2 separate regions of the Gossypium raimondii genome follow, and region 2 is linked to region 1. A link is a contact called in public Hi-C data. All regions are on one chromosome and are shown on one strand. The core of a region is the stretch at or near the end of the contact, and the rest is flanking DNA. Distances in the headings are between cores, read along the strand shown. Region 1 holds the start of LOC105797316 (polyadenylate-binding protein 2). Region 2 holds the start of LOC105797317 (probable E3 ubiquitin-protein ligase RHG1A).

The links. A called contact is a pair of places that touch in the nucleus more often than the background predicts.
Region 2: a contact with region 1 is called in a Hi-C map of leaf, with 4 times the contacts expected there. The contact joins the promoter of LOC105797317 here to the promoter of LOC105797316 in region 1. A contact is called at or near these places in 2 of 2 Hi-C or Micro-C datasets (both in leaf).

What each region holds. Positions count from the first base shown.
Region 1 is chr3:16,175,901-16,181,614 of ASM2569854v1, forward strand. It overlaps LOC105797316 (polyadenylate-binding protein 2), which reads left to right and starts at 4,376. Exons shown (of 10, transcript XR_008194313.1): 1 at 4,376-4,933; 2 at 5,554-5,672.
Region 2 is chr3:16,324,712-16,330,070 of ASM2569854v1, forward strand. It overlaps LOC105797317 (probable E3 ubiquitin-protein ligase RHG1A), which reads left to right and starts at 1,984. Exons shown (of 6, transcript XM_012627280.2): 1 at 1,984-2,308; 2 at 3,192-4,886; 3 at 5,295-5,345. The coding sequence starts at 3,231.

The DNA.
Region 1 (5,714 bases), core at 3,126-5,625:
GGTCATTATATGTATGTTTTCATAGGTTTTGATGCCTTGATTATGTGCACAAATGACCTAAAGGTTTATGCATGAAATGGTATAGGAAATGACTTGATTTTTAAGAAAATTTATGTCCACGCGGCCTGAGACACGAGTGTTTGACACGAGTGTTTGACACGGGTGTGTGACCCTACTCAGAGAGTTACATGGGTAAGGACACAGGCTAGGACACGACTATATGTCCTTAGTTCGAAAGTTACACGGCCTGAGACATGGGCGTTTCTCTTAGCCATGTGAGGCATACGGCTTGGCCACACGGCCATGTGACCACTGTATTCAAATTTTTGTAACTTTTTCTTAAACTTTCCAAATGTTTTTAGTTTAGACCCGAATTGTTTCTAAGGTATTTCTAGGGCCTTGAGGGCTCAATTTAGGGATGATATATATGTGAATGAATGGCTTTTAGTATGGTTATAATAGTTTATAAAATGTATGTTTAAATGTTCCATTTATACAGTAATGCTCTTTAACCCTAATTCGACGACGGATATGGGTTAGGGGTTGTACAGATTCAAGTAGCATCTTAGTTAAATTCACAGTTATCTTTATTCACTTCCATTTTTCCATTAGTTAATTTTGCATTTTTGATTTAAATTCAGTCTCTATGGAGACGATACTCTATACTTACTACTTTATTACTTGTTGACGACTATGTACACTTGAACATATTTATTAAACTCGTAATAAGATGTGGAAAACTTGTAGGAGATGGAGCAATACTTCTATGCCATAAGCATTAAGGATGATGATGTGAAGGTAAACAATAATGATAGATATTTTACTGATTTCACACTTTTGTGGCAGCAGTATAGGTCCACAGATGAAAGGCATGGTTAGGCCTTGGAACTTGGGAGTGGTTCCAAAAGGACTTCAAAGAGTAGTTTTACCCCCGATATGTTGAGAAGAGGTTGGGAGGAGTTCCAAAAGGACTTTAAAGAGTAGTTTTACCCCCAATATGTTGAGAAGAGGCTTGAGCTAAGTTGCATTAGTTTTCACAACAAGGTATAATTTGGGAGTATATGAAGGAGTTCAGTGAATTGATACTCCAAATCATATATCTGAGTGAGAAAAAGATATTATTCTTTTTCATGGATGGTTTCAAGTTGTTGGTTAAGCAGGAATTGGAACGTCAAGGGGTCTAAGAATTGCCCAAAGTTATGAGGTGGCATAGTTTTTAGTCGAGCTTGTTCCGAGGAAGGACAAGTTCGAGTCTTGCAAGCCCAAAGGGAAGGGCAATGGTGGGGAAGATGAAGAGGGAAAAGTTGAGAATGACAACAATAATGGTAGTAGTGAGCAACCAAGAAATAGGAAGAGAAAGCCCAATAGTAAATTGAATGGGCCATTGAAATGCTTTCTTTGTGAAGGTCTGCATATGGTTAGGGATTGCTCGAAACGATCTATGTTTTCTTCCATAAAAAAGAATGATGATCTAGAAAAAGTACTATTGAGGTTTGGTTCGATTGTGCGTGGATTGAAGCCAAGAGGGGCAAAAAGAATGACAAGAAGTCAGTGAAGTGCTTCTTACATTGTGGTCCGCATAGGATGCGAGACTATCTAGAGCGAACTAAGTTTTCTATAGTCACTAAAGAATATGAAACGAAGCTAGAGAGCGAGGATTTGATGTTTAGATCAATGATGCTCAGTTTTGCTAAGGCGAGGAGGGATCGCAAGCAGAAAGGGTTGATGTTTGTGAACATCAAGGTTGTAAGCCAAAGGAGGAGTGCTCTTGGCAATACGGGGGCATCCGATCTGTTCGTTTTGAAGAAATTTGTAGGTAAACTTGGCCTCTCAATTAGCAAATCAACTAAGAGGATCAAGATGACTAGTTCTAAAGAGGTCCCAATTGTGGGAGTAGCATAAAGAGTTGAGCTACAAATCAGTGAGTGAAAAGGCAATGAAGACTTTAAGGTAATTCATCTAGATTATTACGAATTTGTTCTTGGCTTGAATTTCCTCGACCAAATTAATGGTCTTTTGGTTCCTTTTGCCGATTTTATTTTGTATCTTGGATGCTCGTTAACGATAATGCATGGTGCAGGTAAGTAGTGATGAGAAAGGTGGAACCAATGTATTATCGACAATCCAACTAGCCAAGGGTATTAATGGCAGAAAGAATATTGACTCGGTAGATCGAAGTGCTATAGGGACCTCCTTGAAAATGCTAGAGGTGCGGCAAACTAATGCGAACCCTGCTGAGTCATCAATAGAGCTACCACCTATAAGAGAGGTGGGTTGTGTATCAGGCTTTAAGGGTAAAATAGTGATGCAAACTGTGCAGTTGAAATGAGTAAATGCAACGAGCTAGATACATCTCAAACACTTATCTAGTGTTTTTCATTTTGACTTATTGTTAGCTTAGCAAGGACATAGGGACCATTTTAGAGTTTTGAAATGGATAAGTCAAAGGGCTTACAAACTAGAGTTAGTAGGAATACTTAAGGTTCACTCGATGTTTAATGTGAGAATGCCAAAACCTATTCGTAAAGATCAAGAGGATCCCGATTGAGGAAAGTCACAATTTGGGCGAGTAAAAGTGACGGGATCTTGTGAAGGAGATGTACCAAAAAGGAGTGAAATGGTCCGATTTAGGTGATTACGGAAGCCGAGGCAAATATTCCAAGAAGCGGAACTACCCGACAAAGAGGTTAGTTGAAGGACAACTGAGGCATCGAGAAAGTTCTAAGGTGAATAAAACCAGTGTCATTCGGAGTACACAACGAGGGTATTGCGAGCATGGGAGAGGGAGAATGTCATGGGTTGCAGATCAATTGATTAAATAAGACTCATTTAACACTCTTAAACTAACCCGACTCATGGAACATATGGAGAAATCCATCTACTTGAAACCTTGGTGGCCCAATGAAACACTCCAGTAAAATTAGAGTTATCAGAGTAAATAATGTAAATCTTAAAGGGATAAGATTGTATATAGTTTAAATCCATTAGGAATCTCAATTATAGATAGGCTCTAATATTTGATCGTCGATGTAACTCAATCTTTACCGTTGGTTTTAAGGGAGCTCAACTATAAATAAATGTCTTCCCCCTCATTTGTTAATCATTCCATTCATAGTTGTGAATATATTTGAAAATATTTACTGAAACACTTGACATGTTTTACTTTCTTGTGGCATTTTCGGTTCTTCTGTTGCTTTTTAGTTTTGAGACTAAAAACCAAGAAATCGCCTAAAGTCGCATAGATTGCGAGACTAAAGTTCTAATCCCGTGACAATTGCACACAGATTATTAATTTTTAATGGTTAAGATTATATCTCCCATATAACTTATATTTAACGACAAATTTTTTAAATATTAATAATCCATATATCAATTACCTAAATTAGTATTGGATATAGATGGAAGAAATTTATATAGGACGAGTGCCAAACCCCGAGTGTACCATAATACCATAATTAATAATGTATATGTATTTTAATTTTACAGCGTATTGCTTTCTTGCCTTAAGAAAGAAAGTAGAAAAACTAGTATTTGAACCTGATCTGAAAAATGTTGGATTCTATTATTTCCATTTTGACTTATTAGAAATTTTATCATACACATGTGTAGAAATTACATATCCAGAATATAGTGTTTATTTAAAATAATATATAATAAATAATAAAGTATATGATGCGAAACTAATTAATAATAGCACATGACATATATACGATATTAAAATAAAAAAAGATTAATCTATGAGTAAAAATAAATTTAAATACGTAAATACATTAAATTAGAAAATACTAAATTCACTATAACTATTTATCTCAATGTTGTTAGCAATCTTTAGTTAGTGTCAAGTTAACTTGGTGCATCAATTTAATCAAGAACTTTATTAATATAAATAATTAATAAAAGTAGTAAAGTATGTATAATAAAATTAAAATGTATAAAATAAAATAAAATACAAATTTGAGTGGAAGATTAAGGTTTCTCAATGCAAATAATGTAGATTCAAATCTTACTAAATTCAAAATTTTATTAATTTTTAAAAGAATTAAGAATATACTCTAATAATATAAATTAAATAATAATATAAATACTTTGAGTGGGTTGGGTCTATTTTTAAAATTTAATTTGAATTATTCGATTTTTATATATAAAAAATAAAAACCAAACTACAATAATCTGTCTGCTTTTCAAAATTTGTAAATAAGCTGAGACTTCTTAACTTACCGTAACTGTCGCAACTACGATAGACACGTGCCATATGACATTCCAATTGTCACGCGAGCAATCAATCATCGGACTGCTGGAATTTGTTTCCAAGAAAAAGATCCGACGGTCCCGATAAGCTTTTCCGAAACCAAGTGGGTTTCTTCATTCCTATAAGAATAATACAGTTACTGCTTTGCCGGCGCGGTGCAGTTTGTTCTGCCCTCCCCTTCTTTATCATTACTTTAATTTTTTTCTCCCTCTGCCCGGATCTCCGACGATATTATCCCTTTTTATTCCTCCCTCTCCTCTTTTATCCCCCAAAATTCTAAAAGAAGTTCTCCCACATTTCATATTTAATTCTAAAAAATTTTCAATCTTCTTGTTTCTCTATTGTTTTGTTTTGATTGAATAAAGAGGAGAGGGAAACATAACAAGAAAAAAAAATGAACTAGAAGAGTTAGGGTTCGAGCCAAGGTTTTGTGGATGGCGCAGGTTCAGGTTCAGCATCATGCGTCGGTTTCGGGGCCAATCAGTGTCGCGTCGGGGCACGGAGGAGCGCAGTTCATGCCGACTTCACTCTATGTTGGGGATCTTGATGTTTCAGTTACTGATGAGCAACTCTACCAAACGTTTGGCGAGGTGGCTCCGGTCGTTTCTGTGAGGGTTTGTCGGGACACGGCGACTGGCCGCTCTCTCGGATATGGCTACGTCAACTATAACAATCCTCGAGATGGTTAGACTTCAACTTTACTGCGAACTGCTCATTTCTTTAATATTTAAAGCGGTTTGTTGGTTAGACTGTGAATTCTTCTTTTTTGTGTATGTGGTTCTCTGTTTTGGGATATTTAAGGACCATGCGGTTATTTGAAAATTTTGAGCTATTAAGGATGTGTAGATATTAGTGAATTTACTTTAATTCTAAAGCTATTCAAGCTGATCGCTGTTGTAATATAATTTATTTGCAGTTTTCAGTGTATCATAGTATCAATGCGAGTTACTGATTTCCATGAATAGTGAATTGTTAAAAGTTGTAAGTTTTGATTAATTAACCTGAAGTATGGACCTTACATTCTACGTTTTACTTTTGAGTTATGCAGAATGTATGTAGTTTGTAGATATAAGAAATTATTTTTGCTAAAGGTTTGAGGTTTAACCTTTTTGCCAAATTTGCCTTGCATTATCATCCAAAGGGTCGCTTGAACTTCCGTATTAGAAGTTAACTTTAATTTTTAGTGGAGCTTTGGGATTAATTTCTATCAAGTTCATGTTTTAGATCATGACAAATTGGGAGAATCAACTCTTTCTTTTGAATTGTTGAGGTTGCTTACTATGCCTTGTTATTCATGTCTGCAGCGGCTAGGGCATTGGATCTACTGAATTTCACTCCAATGAATAATAAGCCTATCCGAATCATGTATTCTCAACGGGACCCTAGTCTTCGTAAGAGTGGTACTGCAAATATATTTATCAAGGTATTTTTCTTTCCCAATTTTCCCTCCCTTTTGTTCCATTTT
Region 2 (5,359 bases), core at 734-3,233, 150 kb after region 1:
GGTCATACTGTCACATAGCTCGATTTCAATTAATTGATTTCAATCACTCCCATAACCCCACCATTCAGAAAAAGGCTTTAAAGAGAGAAGAGCTTGTTTTGAGTAAAAATATCATGAGGGTTCTCAATTAGGAAATAAATTACATTTTGTCTCTTTTACTTTAAAAAATTAAATACATTTGTCTCTATATATTAATAAAAAAACAAGTCAATTTTTTTAGTTAAAAATTACATCAATTTATACCGTTAAAAACCGATGTTGCTCATAGAATAATTGAATAATGATATGTAATATATCACGTATAACTCATATTAATATAGATGAATCAATTAATAGTAGAAATAAATAAAATTTTTAATAAAAATAACTAATTTATTTTTTAATTTAATATTAATAGATTAATTTATTTATTTTTTAAGTAAAAAAATTAAAACATAATCTTACTCGTACTCCATGATAATTTTAGAGGTTGTTTTGTCACTGGGGGTTAATTGCTGAACAGGCACAGCTGCACACTTTGCCCTCAACTGACTCACCTTTCCATTAAAAATTTATAACCAGCGCATCATTCCAACTAGCAAGCATTCCCTCTTTTTAAAATAAGTCAAATCACCTTCCTCTCATTTATTTCCCCCATTATTATTATTATTATTATTATTATTATTATTATTATTATGTTTTTCTCCCTTTTGAAATTAGTGCATAATGTCCAAGTTTTTATATAGTGTGTTGGCTACACATGTAGGTGATAGCCAAGTTTCTAATATTCGCTATGAAGGTTAGGGAATATCATCATTCATCAATATTCAATACTTATCTTATTAATCAATTTTCAGTGCAAGATCTTAAACGATCTGGTTGTGTAAGCAGAACCCATATATCCAAATGGCCACATTAGTAGGATACAAAAAAGGCAAAGAAAAGCAAACACCTTTGAGCTTTTAAGAGAAGAAAAAAGCTAAAACAAACGGTAGAATAAGCTTAGAGGAAAGAGGCCCCACCCCACCCCACCCCACGATGGAGAAATGAACGGCAAGAGAAATAAAGGAAGTTTGGGGGGCAAGAATCTGCAAAACTACACTCATTGTGTTCACATTTTCGCACCTCTTTTAAGCAAAGCAATCATATTTATGTGCACAACTGATATGCACCAATGCCCCCAGACATATTCCACCTGCAATACAAGTTATTGTTCCTCATCTCAAGATAGTGCCTTATTTTTATTTGTCTCATTTTTTTCTTTTAAGTAATAACTTGCAAATCATGGATACATTGATTCTTTTTCCGTTTTTTTTTTTCATTTGAAAAACATGTGATGGAGAAAAGAAATAAACAGATTCCATCTATTAGGGGGGAGGGATAATAGTCAAAATTTATACTCTCAGATTCACAAAAGCACTCAGATATTTTAGGTGTTTATAGGAATAAAAAAGGTAAGAAAATCTGAAAGTTCATTCAAGTAGTATCCCTATTAAAACTATAACAATGCCACGTTTTGTTGAACAGTTTTACATGTCATGCATGTTCTTGGGGTCACAAATAAAAAAGGTTGCTGAGGAGGTGAGAAAGAAAGAGATGCATGTGGAGGGGTGAAAAAGGGCTAAAGAGAAGGGAAGGTGAGGGGTGCAAGTGGAGGTGCTTGGCGCGAAAGTGATGGAAACAAAACAAAACAAAACACGGGGTTGGGGTTTAGTGTTTTGTGGGGCTTAGCCTACGAACCGCATTGGGGGACGGGGTCTTAGAGGTTTGTGAGGGGAGAAAGGGTTGTTTTTTCTTTACTAATATATATATATATATTTTGCATTTTGCAGAATCAAATAGGAAAAGAAAGATTGACATGAAAACCATTTGGTAAGCGGCTGAATAGGACCCCTTTGCCTAGTTGTTGTTGCTGCTGCTGGTATTTATTACTGTATTTGTCTTTATTGCTTTTTGTTATCCAATTCTTTGTTAGGATGCTGCTCTTTATGACCTTTGCCTAGACTCATTTCTTTCTCTTCCTTATTATCGCTCTTTTTCGTTGTGGTTATTTGGTAAAATTACAGATTTTGTCCTCTTTTAATCTCTCTCTTTGTTTCTTACATTTCGTATTTGATTTAATATTTCAAAGATCTTCTGTCTTGCTCCTATTGTTGGGTTTTCTTTTCATCTCTCTCTCTCTCTCTCTCTTTCTTTCTTGAGAAAGGAGAGGTTAATAGCTCAAGACAGCTTTTTTTCATCCGAGTTTTGTGGTATAGTCCTTTTATCTTCTTGTTAAGAGTCTTTTAGATTGATCAAGAATTCAAGATCTTTCATTTCCACCCGTTTGGTGAGCCTTCAAGGTCTGTTCTTTCATTTTTATTTTTTGCTTGATCGGTTGATGGTCAGATGAGATGGATGACTTCTCCCTGTTTCTGGTTTTCTTGAAATTGTTGGTTGTTTGGTTTAATAGGGTCTTTTTTTTCTCTTTCAAAGTTTTGATTTTTTTTCTTTGTTTAAATCTGCATATTCTTTTGGGGTCTTTCCTATTTGTGTTTAAAGCCTCTACCTCTCTTATCTCTTTCCACTGGTTGGTTTATTATTGAATTTCTCTTTAGTAAATTTTCTTTCTTCTATTGTTTGTTTTTGTCTGTATGCTTATGCCTTTTGTTCTATATGGCGCAGCAAGGAAGCTTGAACCTTATTTAATGTCTGGTTTGGTTTTGTTCCATGGTTGGATATCTGCTGTTAGTGGATGCTCTTTATTGTTTGATTTTAATTCTCCCTCAAATGTTTTGAAATTTCCTGATTTAGTTGCACAGTGCCCTTTTGTGGTTCCATGCTTATCAGACCGAGTTTAGAATGGTAGTTCAATGTTTGTGTTTTCTTTGTGGTTCTATGTTGTTAGAAAGCTTTCATATTATTTGGTAGTGTGGATTATCGATTTCAAGTACTTACCCAAGAAAGGGTAAAAAGAATTTGAAGTAAAATTTGCATGCATCACTACCCCTGGTGATAGTTTATAAGCAACAATTGGTTCTTTAATGTCTTCGAGGCAAAATATGTCACTAATACGATTAGAAATCTGGAAATTGATTGAAACATATTTTTTTAATATTTTGTTGTGTTTTTCTTTGCTACTACTTTGTCTAGAATCATTTTGATGCTACTGTTTTCTTTTCACTTTGTTGTGCCATTTGGTTATTTACAATTTTAATTGGTATATTCGTCAGGACTTTAGGATAATTGTACGGAAATTCATACAAGTCCTAATGCAGGGGCAAAGGGGTACTGTTGGTTCCTTGCCCGAAACCATCTTTGTTCATAGCTCTACATCAAGTAATGCTGTTGCTGAACAGCAGGATTGCTGGAATAATATTCGAAATCCTATAGAAAACAGATTGCCTGATTGTTTGCTGTCAACCAATGACATGAACATTGGATATGCGAACTCTATGGGTCAAGAGGAGCAGCTTGGTAGATGGAGCTTGGTTGATGTTAACTCTAGTGGCACACAAAATGAGGTTAGCCATAACGAGTGGAAAACAGATCATAGGTGGTCATCTTCTATTAGTGCTTCTGCAAATGCTGGTCCCAGGTTAGAAGGGCGGAGGTATGAACAGAACTCTTTATTTGCCCAAAGTTCTAATTCTGATACTGTTTCTCAGAATCTGAGGTTAAATGTCGGATTTGCGGGTGTTGATGATAATAGCTGTCAAGTTACAGAACGGCTTAACCTCCATAAGCCTAGTGGATCTGAGAATGAGCAGAATTTACTGGGCACTGGTCCTGAAGCATTTCTACTTTCTTCTGGAAGTGGTAGGTATGTTGTGGATGATAATGATAGCAGACCTGGCTGCTCATATGAGGGTCGTCGTGCATCATGCAAAAGAAAGGCTCTGGAAGGAAATGTTGGGCAGTGCTCTTCTAGTGGAAGTTCTGGCTACTTTCGTAGTGCTGAAAGTAGTGCATGGCATGGCATTTCTGCTAGCCATACAGCAGGAAGCAATGTGAATATATCTCCCCCCTCAAGACAGGTGCACCCGAGACTTGGATTAGATGTCAGAGGATCAGCTTCTAACAGCATTCCCGAACAAATTGTTTTACCACCAACTGCAGAGAGCTCACACAGGAATTTCCATCTGAGAAGAAATCCTTCAAGTATACAGGAGCCTATTGCTCATCCGATATTTCCTACTGGTGATATGTCCTGGCAGGCTGTTGTTTCTTCTGCACAACAGCCATCAAGGCTTTTCCCAGCTAATCATTCTCTGGAATTAAGGTCAGCACCAGTGGTACATAATGCAAATTCTGAAAACCCGAATATCATAAGTCATGTTCCATCTTTGCTGCTAAATGGAGGTTCTGGTCCAAGAACGGGCAGTTCATCAAATTCTAATCCTTTTGCTGATAGAGATGTACCACGTGCAAGACACAAATCAAGAAGCATGGCTAGAAACATATTACATCATCCTATGTTTGTTCCTGCACCAGAATTAAGAACTTTGGTTAGAAATCCAGTTTTAAGCAGTGGAAATATAAGTTCTCCTGGAAATGTTGCCTCTACATCTCATGCAGGCTCAAATAATGGTGCCAATGTGATGTCTGCATCCACCTGGGTTCCTCATCCCAACCCCTCTTCACAATACCCCCGAAGGTTGTCTGAACTTGTTCGTCAATCATTAATGTCTTCCCTTGGCACTGAATCTGGAGGCCAGAGCAATCATTCTTCACTTCCTTCAGGACCTACTACTTCTCCGGAAGCGATGCTGCTTTCCTCTCATGTAGCTAGCCAGGTTCCCCATCGTCTGTATCCTAGGTCATTGCCATGGTTGGAGAGACAAGATGCTGGTTTTGTTGGAATTCCCCACTCATTGCGAACTTTAGCTGCTGCCACTGAAGGCAGAAGCAGGCTTGTTGTGTCTGAGGTCTGTACTAGAACTCCGTCCTTTTTTATTGTCATTGTTTCTCTGGTCTTCTTCAAATTCAAACAATAACAAAGAACAATCCTGATTTCCTTAATATGATTACTACTTGATTTGCTGCCAATCTAGTTGTCACTGGAAATCACATACCTGGTTTTAGAAATAGAGAACTTCCTTGTTTGATAGAGCAATCCTAATTGTGGAGAATATTGCCCTTGGGCATTGTCATCCAAAATGCTTGTACTAGTTTATAGATCAGTCAATCATGTGCTGCACTTTATTCTCTATTTTGATTAGCCAAAGCTAAATGCCACCACTTATCTTGTAAGCTCATTTTAACCTGCAAATGAGACTAATATGGCCTTAGTAAAGATCAATTCAGCTGGAACTGACCTATTGTTTATGGAGCAGATTCGCAATGTATTGGATCTCATGCGTAGGGGGGAGAACTTACGGTTTGAGGTAAGGATTTTAAT